Linked DNA regions of Mus musculus: regions 1 and 3 are each linked to region 2. Evidence: chromatin contacts called from public Micro-C and promoter capture Hi-C data. All regions are on one chromosome and are shown on one strand. The core of a region is the stretch at or near the end of the contact, and the rest is flanking DNA. Distances in the headings are between cores, read along the strand shown. Region 1 overlaps Shc3 (src homology 2 domain-containing transforming protein C3). Region 2 overlaps Gm46414 (a long non-coding RNA gene). Region 3 holds the start of Spin1 (spindlin 1).

Evidence for each region. Promoter capture Hi-C pulls out the DNA fragments that hold promoters and counts their contacts. A called contact is a pair of places that touch in the nucleus more often than the background predicts.
Region 1: a promoter capture Hi-C map of the 3T3-L1 cell line shows a contact between it and region 2, with 3 times the contacts expected there. The contact joins two enhancer-like sites. A contact is called at or near these places in 1 of 39 promoter capture datasets (the 3T3-L1 cell line), 2 of 15 datasets of contacts at CTCF or cohesin (large pre-B cells and pro-B cells), 7 of 484 Hi-C or Micro-C datasets (the 3T3-L1 cell line, the MNK3 cell line, cerebral cortex and 4 more), 7 of 115 datasets of contacts at active chromatin or transcription factors (the NIH/3T3 cell line, cardiomyocytes, craniofacial prominence and 4 more) and 2 of 9 other capture datasets (embryonic stem cells and liver).
Region 3: a Micro-C map of palatal mesenchyme shows a contact between it and region 2, with 1.9 times the contacts expected there. The contact joins the promoter of Spin1 here to the enhancer-like site in region 2. A contact is called at or near these places in 2 of 39 promoter capture datasets (the C10 cell line and cranial neural crest), 3 of 484 Hi-C or Micro-C datasets (nephron progenitors, palatal mesenchyme and uterus) and 1 of 9 other capture datasets (liver).

What each region holds. Positions count from the first base shown.
Region 1 is chr13:51,423,116-51,427,521 of GRCm38.p6, reverse strand. Shc3 (src homology 2 domain-containing transforming protein C3) reads left to right here. Exons shown (of 12, transcript NM_009167.5): 12 at 1-4,133. Among named protein-coding and RNA genes, the nearest start is that of Gm32834, 6.6 kb to the right of the region's middle. Within about 2 kb of position 2,936, at least 15 of the 459 cell types and tissues checked have an H3K27ac peak or open chromatin away from gene starts, as enhancers often do. A contact at or near this core is called in the MNK3 cell line, where this site is marked.
Region 2 is chr13:51,258,004-51,262,209 of GRCm38.p6, reverse strand. The region is part of intron 2 of Gm46414 (a long non-coding RNA gene); the gene reads right to left. Among named protein-coding and RNA genes, the nearest start is that of Gm46414, 51 kb to the right of the region's middle. Within about 2 kb of position 2,834, at least 46 of the 459 cell types and tissues checked have an H3K27ac peak or open chromatin away from gene starts, as enhancers often do. A contact at or near this core is called in the MNK3 cell line and palatal mesenchyme, where this site is marked.
Region 3 is chr13:51,099,461-51,103,393 of GRCm38.p6, reverse strand. It overlaps Spin1 (spindlin 1), which reads right to left and starts at 2,514. Exons shown (of 6, transcript NM_146043.4): 1 at 2,404-2,514. It overlaps 9430083A17Rik (RIKEN cDNA 9430083A17 gene), which reads left to right and starts at 2,667. Exons shown (of 1, transcript NR_029463.1): 1 at 2,667-3,933.

The DNA of each region.
Region 1 (4,406 bases), core at 1,687-4,186, 170 kb before region 2:
TAGGACACATGAAGCAACCGTGAGGTTCTCTTAGCAACAGAGGCAGTTGTACGTAAAGGCCGTGAGAATCCATGAATGGAGGGTAAAGCTTAGGTTGGAAGGACAGGGAGAATGAATTCCCCAAAGCCCATGGGATTCAGGTCACAGTTGCCATATGTCCAGGCTCCACTGGTGTCCTGAAGATGCCTCTCTTTCGAAGGGAAGATCTCCCCCATGGTGACATTAGACACCTGGGAGGCCTCCTTATAGGAGTGGCTATAGAGTGGACACCTCCATTCCACGTTAGATCCAGTGCCACATTCTCTTCTTGTTGAAGTGAGTTGAGTTGAAATCCAACTCAGTCCCCAAGACAGTGATGCAGCAGAGGCCACCCCCATGAAGCTCATCCTGGTACAACCTGAACAATAGGTTCTCTGACACCATGACTTGTGCTTCCTTCAAAGAGTGGTGTGGATAGAGAAATAAATATATAAAGTGACTTCCTGGGACTCTTCACTGACAGAACGTATCTCACTCCTCCTCCATGGGCCCAAAGTGGTAGGCCATCTATAAACAGCTTTTGTGGATGGTGACAGCCAGATTTTAAATAGGAGGAGGGTAGTAGAAAGGTTGCAAATGAAACCATGTGCTCAGAAACATATGTGTGATGCTAGTTCTTATGGAAATTTTGAAGTGTGTGTGTGTGTTTTCAAGAAAGACAATGTAGATAATAAACCCCACTCCTGGAACATATTACAAACCTAGAAATTTTGCCCTTCTGGGATAATGGGCAGGTGCTTTCGAGATGTTTCAGCTGAAGGGGCCCTTGTATTTCAGCTGAAAAAATTGGATGGCAGTGGTCAATGGCTAGATCTAGGAAAGAATGCAGGACTTACTAAGGCCTTTTGAGGCTCAGACATGTAGCTCACATGGAAGCAACATACTCCACCTTTTGAAGTACAGGAAGGACTGAGCCATTTGCCTGAGAGAGTCAGGACCTGTGGTTGGTGACTTAGCTGGTATTCTACCAAGGGGAGCTGGGGGTGGGGGTGGGGATGGAGGGGGGATTTGGGTCCATATAGCTTACTTTGGAAATGATCCCAGAAGTCAAGAAGGAAGTAGCTGCTGTGGAATGGTTGCATTGTGGAACACGAGTCCACCCAGGATACATTGTGGGCATCTATTTGCTGTTAAGCCCCAGGAACAGAACTGAAGACACCTGGGTTAGCTAGTGGGTGGGGCATGGAGGAGCTCCACCACAGTCAGCATGGATGGAAGGCTATCTCCAGAGATTTCTGCCCAGCCTTGTGCATACCTGTGCACACTCTGTGAACTGGGACATCCTGGGGCAGAGGCTGGTATTTATAAAATATCAGTCTCAGAGCAGAAGGCAGACATCGAAGAACCAGGCTGCCTGATCCACACATGGATTTCAGGGCTCTGGCCCTTGGGCTCCTGACTCAGCAGGCCTAGTGTGAGGGTAGAGCACTTGCCTTTTCAGTGTGAGGACATGCTAATGCTAAGGATCTTGGCTTTGATATTGACTGGTGAGCCTCCACCCCTTCCTTGACGCTTACTGGTGGACTCCATCTCCATCTCCCTCCCACCCCCACCAATTATGAAGAAAATTTCACACCACTTCACATCATATTTCCCAGGCCCATGCCGTGAATTTGAAAATGGGGAATTAATAAGTACTTATAACTCCCTGCAACTGTGGCTGGCAGATAAAATGCCATCTGCCAGACAGGATTTATTTATAATGGGGTTTATACATATTTATAAGTTTGCAAGCAACAAATGCACAGTTTTAAAACTGGCACATTTTATATCAGCTAGAAAAAAATTGCAACTTTATACTAAGGCTTTCTGAGTGTGAACTGCATGTGTGTAGTATACACGTACACGAGCTTTCTTTAGTTCAGATGGAATGCGCACCACAGCATGTGTATGTCCAGATGCAGACCAGCTCTGTGTTGGGTCTCTCTCTACTGAGCCTCTGGGGTTTCCTGCATTGGATGACCTGTATATGAGAAATGGCACCAAGAGCTTGGCGGTTGATTTGCTCTCATTTGCAGACCTGTGGAGCAGAGTTCTGGGTGTCGTGGACTCTGAGACCATGGTACAAAAAGGGAAGTAGGGCTCTCACTGCAGGCCGAGAGAGAGGGAAAGCAAGCCAGGAGTGTGGTGCATTTCTGTAATCCCAGAACTTGGATGGTAAAGGCTAGCTCAGGGTCAACCTGGGCTAAACGAGGCCATGTCTCAAGAGAACTAAACAGAAGGGTAGCCAGCAGAAGACAAGGAAGAGGCAGGTGTTAGAGAAAAGGAAAAGGGACATGCAGATGAAACACCCACAGACCCACATCCTTTCTTGACCCAGCCTGACTTACCACAACCGGACTTGGCTGGCCAGCCCTCCTGGCCACATTTATACCTTAGATCCTATGTAGCAGGTCCTGCAGGGACTTGTGGGACAGAGAAGGGAACATAAGGTGAATCTGTTCCTGTTTATAATCTAACTGGAGCCCCTCCTCCAACACACACATGAAGTGTGAGAGTGTTGGAGTGGGAGTCGGGGAGGCTTTCAGGGCTGGTGTGCTCACATTCAGTATGGACCAAGGATCAGGCTCAGGACTGAGCTGGAGGCGCTGAAGGCTTTTAAACAGCAGGTGGCGCAGTTGTACCCTTGAGGAAGAAAAGGGTGCAAAAGTTCAAGTTGGTGTCCCTCATGGAATCTGCTGATGTCAGTAGGATGCCGGAGGACAGGTTGAAAAGCTTTCCTTTCCTCTCGCTGCCCTCTCAGATGCCCTGGGGGTAAGTGAGTCCCTGAGACCCCCAGACACACCTATGGGTGAAAGAGAAACCACAGGAAATGGACAGCTTTATGTACCCACTGTACATAGAGGACAGAACCTATGGGGTGAATCTGAAACCCGAGCTCCTGAGGACATACAGGTTCACACTGGAGGAAATTCCTTTACCACAACCAAAGTCACTCACAGCGGAGTCAAGCAACAGTTCACAAGGCAGAGACAGTAGACTAACTAGTCTGGGGACAACTAGTTTCTTTTCCTCTTCTTCTTCTTCTTTGTTTAACAACACTATGTGTGAGTTGCCAATTGAATGTTCTCTGTTCAACTGACTTTTGGATATAACTTGTTTCTGAGTATTGTGAAATTTATGTGAATTTCTTTGTGTTCAGAATGAGACATTTGATGTTCAAAAGCCCCAGGATTAGGGGACAGCTCAGTGTAAATGTAATGTGTAACAAGGTATTGAACAGTTTTCCAAAAGCATTCGGGTGGCCAATTATACATATTGATATATACATATTTGAAATTTCTTTTTGTTTCTGTTAACCATTGTGAAACACCAACAGTTACTGTAACAGTTACTGCCTGGGAGTGTGGCCAACCGCCCCTTGCCACTTTGATACTGGCCTGGGATTGGCTCCCTAAGTCACCTGTTGAGGAGCAGAAATACAAAGTCAACTTTAAGTTTTCTAATATTTTTCTTTGATAAAACTTAGGCGATTTGACGACCATTTGGCATTCCCAAGAGATAACAGGTGAAGGTGATCAGGCAGCTTGGACTCCCTCACCTGCAGGGACTCTTTAGAGAAACGGTGTTGCTTTCGGTCTCATGCCCTCCACCACGGTCCTGGCACACCACAGCCGAGCTTCTGGGATAACCACGAGGAGGCAGCATAGAACATCCCATCACCATGGCCGAGGTATGGCTGGTGGCAGGCTAACCCTAGACAATGCTGCTCTTCTTGTTATTATTAGGTACTGGAACATGTGCCTTTATCATTGGGACGGCCACCCATGCACTTCCAATCCCAGAGCTCAGAGCTGACCCTCTGCCCTCTGACTTAGACAACTATGTGGGTGATGAGGTTTTTGTTTTTTTGTTTGTTTGTTTGTTTTCATTTTTTTCATTTGTCACTAGTCTCCAAAGCATGGAACTGGCGGCGATGTCATTAGACATTTTCTATAAAATGCACCTTGTTATCTTTCTGTGACCGGCTCTTTCCCAGCACACAGAATAACCACGGCTCAAAGATTGAGAGGAGTAACCATTTTTAAATAGTTAATTGTTTCAGTGACTGTAAGTGTTAAGTCTGTTGTTGGCAATAAAGGCTACTGTGAAAAGAAGTGTCTCTTGTTTGCGTGACAGAGCTCACGTCTGTGTGTGGTGGCAGGGCGCCATCATGCATGCGTAGAAGTCACAGGACAACTTGTAGGGCTTCTCTCCTTCTGTCATGTGGGCCCTGGGAATCGAACTCAGGACATCAAGTGTCACCAAGGCAAGCAACATTGCCTTCTGAGCCACTCGCCAGCCCTGGGTCTTATAACGCATCGCAGAAGACAGGAGGGCAGATTGAAACCTTTCTCTAGAAAATTGGTCTTCTGTTTTTCCCTCAG
Region 2 (4,206 bases), core at 1,585-4,084:
TCTCTCACGCCCATTCCAGTGTCTCTCACCTCTGCCCCTTTCTATCCCCCAGCCTGCCCAGAAAATCTCTCAGTTCTACTCTGTAACTGAAACCTGTGCTTACAGCCCTTTAATAGTGATTTCCCACGACTCTTCAGGAATGCAGGATGGCAACTGCCTCATCCACTTCCGGCCGATCAAGTTAAGACCCTCTCCTCCCCACTAGAGGACCAGAGGACCCCCTCCTCAACTAACCCCACTGACACAGACCCTCCTCAGCAGAAAACAGCTATAAACACTCCTGCCCTGCATGAATTATGTCCGCTCAGAGTTAAGGGTGATAGTTTCCCACTGAAAAACTACACTTCCCAGCTTCCCTTGTGGACTGCATAAGCCATGTCTGCCCCCACAGGGGGCCACATGACTTTCTTCGGTAAGGATTTTGGCGATCTGCACACATGACTGACAATAATGCTCTCTTATTGTGGATAAATATGGTTCGCCCAAGACTCTCTTTCTTCCCACCTTCCGTCTCTCCACAGCTGCTTTAAGTAATCTAACAATACGTTCATGTTTTTATAGAGGAAAGCACACGTGTACGGGGGAATTGCTCCAGAAACCTATTAGTGGTTGCCTCAGTCCCAGATTGTGGAACCTGGTGCTTATTTTCCCACGACAAAGCTCCACTGTGGAGTGGAAGGGCCTTTGTCCTTCGTAACTCTCCTGTTCGTGACTGACTAGCCCTCAGAAGTACACATGAGCTTATTTTATAACAACAACAAAAAAAAAAAAAAAAAGCAGGGTGCCTAGTCAGACTCATTACCTGTCTATGTAGCTAAGGATAACCGGAAATGCCTGGTTCCCCTGCCTCTGCCTCCTGAGTGCCGGGATAACTCAGATGGTGTGCCTCTACATTGGGGTTATGCAGTGCTGAAGTTTTATGCGCGCCAGGCAAGCACCCTGCCCTGAAGACTGAGCTACATCGCCTAGGCTGGCAGCAGCTCTCCCCAAGCAGACGATCCTTGGAGGAGCCTGGTGTAATTATCTTGCGAGTTGCTTTCAGAAACAGAGGGCCTCTCCTGCTTCCCAAAGTATAGGTCACAGAGAACAAAGCCCTCTGGGTTGTATAACTGCTACCCTATACCACAGGAAATGAATGGCCACAGCACAGGTAGCCAGCTTGGGAGTGGCATAAAAATGATGTCCCTACAAACAAATTATACCCTAGGGCAAAACCAGAGTCCCCGTGCCTGAGATCTAGGCATGGCTATGGACAACAAAAACAAGACCAGTGTAATTACTTCTAATGTGTAATCACTGCTAAGACCCAGCCTTACAGTCCCCCAGCCTGCCTGCCAACAGTTAGGCTCCTCAGAAAATAGATGGCCCTAGATGGAGGGGGCTTTTTGTAAAATGACTCTTTCCCCCAGGGGCCAGAATAAGGTGTTTTCTGCTTCTTGTTTCTTATCTGGGTCAGGTTGACCACACAAGGGCATGGAGAGATGAGATGCCCATTGCAAATAAGTGTGCTGGGCTTAAGAAGAGAGATGGCTCACAGTGGCTTGTTCCTTCTGCAAAGCAAACCACATACAATGGTGTGGTCAGCTCTGGACACAGGGTGGGACCCGCCTGTGACATCTCATGTCACCATGCCTTGGGCAGGAAGAATTTTAAAAGCCGGTTCTCCTTCTCATCCTTCACTATGGTTAAAGGGATACATCTTTCTCGGCTTCGTTCCTTATGTTAGACCTGCTACTGAGAAACTCGGAATGCTTTGGCTTGGAGGAGGGATCGCCTGGCTTTGGAAACTGTGTCATCAGGAATCACCAACCATGAAGCCACCAGGAGCAGCATCTACAGCAGGGCCAGGGCCTGAAGGGCCCCCTGCCCACCTTGAGCACTCTGAGAGCCTTTTCTGGACCTTTGGTCAGGAGGATTCTCCTATAGCATACCCTTGGAACACTTAGCACCCTCCCATTGAATCGCTGTGCTTAATGTTCATCTCTCCCTCCAGAAATGCACAAGGGACACTAGGCGACTTGATTGCTACCAGATTCTATGTGCCTGGAGCAGGGCTTTGCACACATTAGGAGATATACTCACTGAGCAAATGGACAAAAGGAGATGGGTACTCAGCGACATTGTTGGGTGAATGGGAGGATGTGTGTACGTACAAAAGATTAAAGGAGGGGTTTATAAAGGGCTGGATAAAGAGATGGGGATATAAATTAATCGATATTAGCGCGAGACAAACGGAGATATAAAGGACAGACAGACAGAAGGGTGGCTGACGCACTGCTGACTACTCTGCTGTAGTGAGAAGACAATAATGACCAAAAAGCAAGTTATGGAAGGAGTTTATCTTGGCCTGAGGTTCCAGAAGGGTAAAAATCCATTGAGGCCGTGTAGCACGACAGCACGGGCAGCAAGAAAGGCAGGAGGAGCCAGAAGCCGCAAGTTTACATCTTCAAACACGAGTACAAAGCAGACCTAGCAAATGGGAACTAGGAGGAGGCTGTGTCACCTCAAAGCCTTCTCCTGTAATGTGCTTCCTCCAGCAAGGTTCACCACCTCTCCAAACAGCACCATCAGCTGGGGACCAAGTGTTCAAATCCCCAAGTCTACGGGGGACATGACTCATTCAAACCTCAGCAGATGGATGCTTGGCTAGGAAATGGATGGATGTAGAGAGGTGGGTGGAACTCACAGGTCCCTAACTTATAAACTGACCTCCGCCCAGTGTGGATATGAGTAAGGACTGCTGGTATGGAGAGGTAGGCAATGGAATCTCTGCTCCAGATGCGCTGAGTAGAGCAAAGAGCTTCATCCCTTGAGAAGCCCATGGCTGTCAGGCAGCCTCCTGGGCCTCATCTGCAAGAGCTTAAACAGAACAAAGCTTAGCCTGTCTCCATATGGCCGCCTCACCCTATAAACTGTGCGTGTATTTATGTAACACTTCAGGCTTGATGGGGACCAGATGTGATCAAACACTAGTTTGTGCTGCCTGGGAATGCTGAAATGCCAACCTATACATTTTTTTTTCTTTAACGGATGCTTGTCCTTAGCAATCAGTCTTTAAATCTTAGCTTTGAGCGCTGATACGCATCCATTAACTTCATTCTTTGGCCGAGCAGAAACATCTGGCAGCTTCTATTGGATTTGTTATGATTATGAAAGAAATCCATCCATGTAAAAACTTTCATTATCAGTCAGCCTAGCACAATACAAGAAAGGGAACACTGGAGAGGTGGGGGAGGGGGCAGAGAAGAGAAGTGACTTGTGCTATGCCCTGCTGCCCCTCACTTGGGTGACACACTGGTTCTACCCAGAGCAGAGTTTTCTAATAACGATCTTAAGAGTTGTCGTTTACTGACAGCTTCCATTATTCTAGTCACTGGGCCTCATGCTGAGTCGTAATTGCAGATCTCCACCACAACCATTCTCTTTCCCAGATGGGCAAATGGCCGCACAAAGCTGCCTTCTACTGCAGCGGTGTTTTACGGGGAGGGAGATAAGACCCCAGCCTCACTTTTCTGACTCTGAAGTGTCACCAATTCTGTGAATGTGGAAAGGGCTCTTCCCATCTTTAAAGTAAGGAAGCTCAGCTGAGTTGCTTTCCCACGTGGGTGTTCTTTGCATGCTCCTGTCTGCTGATCCCTCTTTGGCAATCAAGTGTTCTCTAAGGAAGATCTTGGGCACCCATCAGAACATCCCAGGGTCTAGGGAGACTCGGGACAAGATCCCTGCTTATCCCTGGATCTCAAAAATAGCATGGTCCCATGAAAGTCTTCTTGGTACCTTGACAATTTCAGACAGAACTTGGCACACAATGTTTGTTGAGGGGCTAGGGGGATGGCACAGTTGGTAAAGTGTTTGCTACATCAACATGGGGACCTGAGTTTGAATTTTCAGCACCTCCAGAAAAGCCTGGGTACATAGGCACATAGCTAGTACTAAGAGGCAGAGACAGGATGACCTCTGCGATCCTCTGACCAGCTAGCCTAGCAGAACTGGGGAGTTTCAGGTCCACTTTGCTTCAAAAAATAACATGGAGAAGAGTGAAAGGAAACACCTGATGTCAACCTCTGGCTTCCACAGCTGCACATGTGCACACACAAGAACATACACACACCTATAAAATACACACTTACACCACCACACCTATAAAATACACACACACATATATATACCTATAAAACACATGTACACCTATAACACACACCACAT
Region 3 (3,933 bases), core at 1,265-3,764, 160 kb after region 2:
TCCCCAACAGGCCAGTTCAATCCACAGGACAAGAGTCCCTCAGTGAGGTGCTCTCACTCAGTTTTGATCCTCGGCGAACGCCATCCAGAAGTGACTGGATGTGGAACTAGCTGTTTTCCTATGGGATTTTCCCGGCTTCCACTTTTCGAGGGAAGCAACGTTCAGGCCACAGCTCCCTTTCATCCTTTGTCTTCAGCCCTCTACTGCCCCATAAAAGGAAGTCCCAGGCTCACTAAGAGCAGTATTTTTCAGAGTTCCCAAAATGAAAATGTGAAATGTGATCCTAAGGAGAGAAGAAGAGGGCACCTCATCCCTCAGAATGACAGACCGGCAGGGCCTCAGGCACAGGGCTGGCCGAGCATACCGCCTCAGACTGCTGTTTGCTCTGGAGCTGGCAATTAAAGACACTACCTAAACAGCCACCCAGCCTCTATCCACAGATTGGGGGCACATGCTGGGGGTGTATCCACAACATGAAAGAAATGCCTTCATTCCCTAAAACAACCTATTCTATTTAAGGAACGTTTACATGGTAGGTAGTTTGTTGTACTAGGAGGCAAAACCTGGAGTCCAACATGTATGTGCAGGACAACTGCTCTACCACAGACTTCTGACTTTTTGAAACAGGACCTTAAATTATACAAGCTGTCCTTAAACTTCCAACCCTCCTCAACAACTAGGGTTACAATCCTGTTACTAGGCCTGGTGAAGGGTGACCACCCTATCCTATGTAAGAGATGGGCAGCATCAGAGCTTAGCTATCCCAGAAAGGCTTAAAGCACCTCCTTTGAACACTAAAGTGGGCTTGACTAGAGAAATTCCATAGTGAAAATCTATTTTTAAAAAACCTTAAGCATGGCTCAGCGGTTAAGAGCACTCACTGGCTGTTCTTCCAAAGGACCCGTGTTTGATTCCCAGCACTCCCATTGTCTAACTCCAGTCCCGGGAGTTCAGAGCCCTCTTCTGGACTCCTTGAGCACCAGACACACATGTGGTACACAGACAAATATGCAGACAAAACATCCACACACATATATTTCAAAAATCCTAAGTATAAAAAGACAGCCCCTCACTCGATTGTACTCCAGGCGGAAAAAGGAGAGTGGCGCAAGGCCAGTCTAGAGTACAGGAGACCTCATACAAATTCACTTAGACTGAAAGCCTTTTGCTTGATCCATTTCTTAGGCATGTCAAAGTAGGATTTTAAAGCTAATTTCGTTTTACTTATTGAGAGAAACACTACACGTTTTTATAAACATAGCAGGCTACGTTAATACACAATTACCAAATCTGATAACGGACATCCTGTAAATCGTGTTCACCCATTAACTAATACTGAAGGGGTTAAAAAGGCTAAAGATGTGCCTCTTCTATCTTTCCAAAATTTCACCACCTCAGAAGTGCGCTCAGGATGTATAGGTAAAAAAACGTCTAAGATCCGGTTTCATTTTCACTCTCTAACAAAAGCTATGCAGAAGGCAATTACTCTCCATCAATCCTTTCAGGCTGCAGCTTCTTCCAGAAAATTCCAAGGAAAGTTAGTGAGGCATTCGCATTTCGATACGGATACCATCTTTCTCGCTAGTCACACTAAAATCCTTTACAACACTTGAACGAATCTTGTATTGCTTTTGGATGTACACGATAAATAAACAAGCCTTTAAACCAGAAGTAAGACTGCACGCGCGCGCGCACACACACACACACACACAGAGAGAAAAATCCTTACAAAACCCGAAACCCAATTCATAGACCATCGAAACCAAATCAATATAAAAACAATTGCGTAAACAAACTTTGAGATGCGCAGGCAACGTCGTGGATGACTGAAGCCATTTCTCAACCCGACACCCCCCGCCTCCCGGAAAGGCCCAGAACGCACCATCCGTGCAGGAAGCCGCCAGGGACCGCGACCCCCGGCGCTGCGCAGTATCCGCACCGCACATCTATCGGGCGCATTCGGGGAGGCAAACCCAAGGTCACGCAGGCCCGCGCCCCGAGCCCCCCAGGCAGGGCGTCACCGGGATGACCCGTCGCGGGGGTCCCGCCACGCCCCTCCCCCGCCCGGTTACGCAATGCCCCCGCCCCCGCCCCCCGCCCGGCACGGAACAAAGCGCGCGGGAAGCGGCCGCGGGGCTGGGGCAGGGACCCCGCGAGCGCCATGTTGGCGGGGGCGGCGGGGACCGGGCGGGGGCGACGAACAAAGGAACTCGCGCACGCCCCGGCCCCAGCCCGCCGCGCCCCGGCCCCACCGAGCCCGGCCGGCAGGGGGCGCTGAGGGGCGCCGCCCGCGGACAATGCGCCCGGGGCCCCGCGGGCTATGCTCACCTGGGTCCGCGCGCCGTGAGAGGCCCACTCGCTTCCCCCCTCACGGCCCTGCAGCCAGCCCCACGCGCGTCTCACCTGTCGGCCACCGAGGCTGCCCACGGGGCCGCCGTGGTTCGCTCGTGCTCCCCGCCGGCCCAGCCCGAGCCAGACGGCGCCTCCCCACCCCCGCTCCTCGCCGCGGCCGCCGCCCGCCCCCCGGCCGCCACGGCGCACGCGCACTGCGCCCGCCGAACTGCGACGGCCGCGCCGCCCCGGCGCCCGGCGCCGCCGGACGCACTGCGCAGGCGCGGGTGGGAGGCGGGCCCTGGCGGCGGGGGCGGGGCCTGGCGCTGCTCACCTGGAGGGTGGGGCGCGCACCCGGAGCGGCGAGGTACACGCTGGGGAGCCGCGGGCCTGGCGTAGAGCCGGCCTCTCTTACAAGCGGAGCAGGGTCGGGAAGACGAACGGAGAGTAGCGGGCGTTGGTATTTACTCTTGCACGGGAGGACGGCTTCCAGGAGCTATCCTGACTCTTTGTCCTGGGACCTTACGTCTGCTGTCTCGGGTAGCTGCCTGGCTAGCTGCGGAGATGCAGGAGGCTAGGTCACATGACCGTGCGCCGCGCAGGTGCACTTTCCTGCGGAGCAGCAGCTTTGGACTGCAGGACGCGAGCCCTTTAAAAATATGGATAGGCTCCCCCATGCTCCCTTGAAGACACACCGCCTTGCTGTACGCCGCACTGCGCAGTGGCTGAGGAACTAGGCTCAGCTTGCAAAGCTCAGGGCCTCCTGCGAACACCTGCTGAGGGTGGCTGCTGCAAACACCTAGCCTTGGCCTAGCTGCAGCCGCTGCTCTAGAAGTCACCCCGGGCTCCTCGCGAGGCTGCAAGCCAAGACTTCCCACGATCGCACGAGAATCCGTGCGACTCTGGTTCCAGTTAAGATCGCCTATTGAGGATCTGTTTGGCTGTGGGCAAGGAAAGAGAGAAAAAGAAAACGTCCGGGATGGTTTGGTTTGAGGGGAAGTGAAATACGGGACCTGAAGCTTCGTCTGGGTCTCCTTCCCTCCTTTAACCCAGTGTCTGGATCCAGGCGGTCACCGACCTGGTTCCTCGAGTGCTGTAGCACTGCCGCATTGTAATAAGCCTCCTGCCAGAGTGTTGCCAGGTCGAATTACAAGACGTTATTGGAAAGCCCTTTGCGCACTCCAAACCTGCAGCACGGCTCTTAGTTCGCTGTGCTCTTTGGGATTCCATTGGCACTTTTTTTTTTTTTTTCAAAATAAGATTGATATGTGCCTGCTCAAATTAAAATGCTTGTCTCAGATGACATTCTTGGCAGGAGCAACGTAGTCACAGACCGAAGAGAGGGCTAATTTCAGTAGAGATGCAGCCAGCCTGGAGATCACTGAGAGAAGATTAGCTTTTGTTGTGTTTAATGTTTGATCGTGGAGGCTGACAGGAACAAGGAAGGGTGTGATAGGGAAGGAGGCTGGAGTGACAGTATGGAACACTTCCGTTTCCTTGGTGACACGCCTGGTTTTTTTTGGTTTGTTTTTTTTTTTCTGTTCTCTAGAGGAACAGAACTTACAAAATGAATATATACATATGGAAAGAGTATGTATTAGA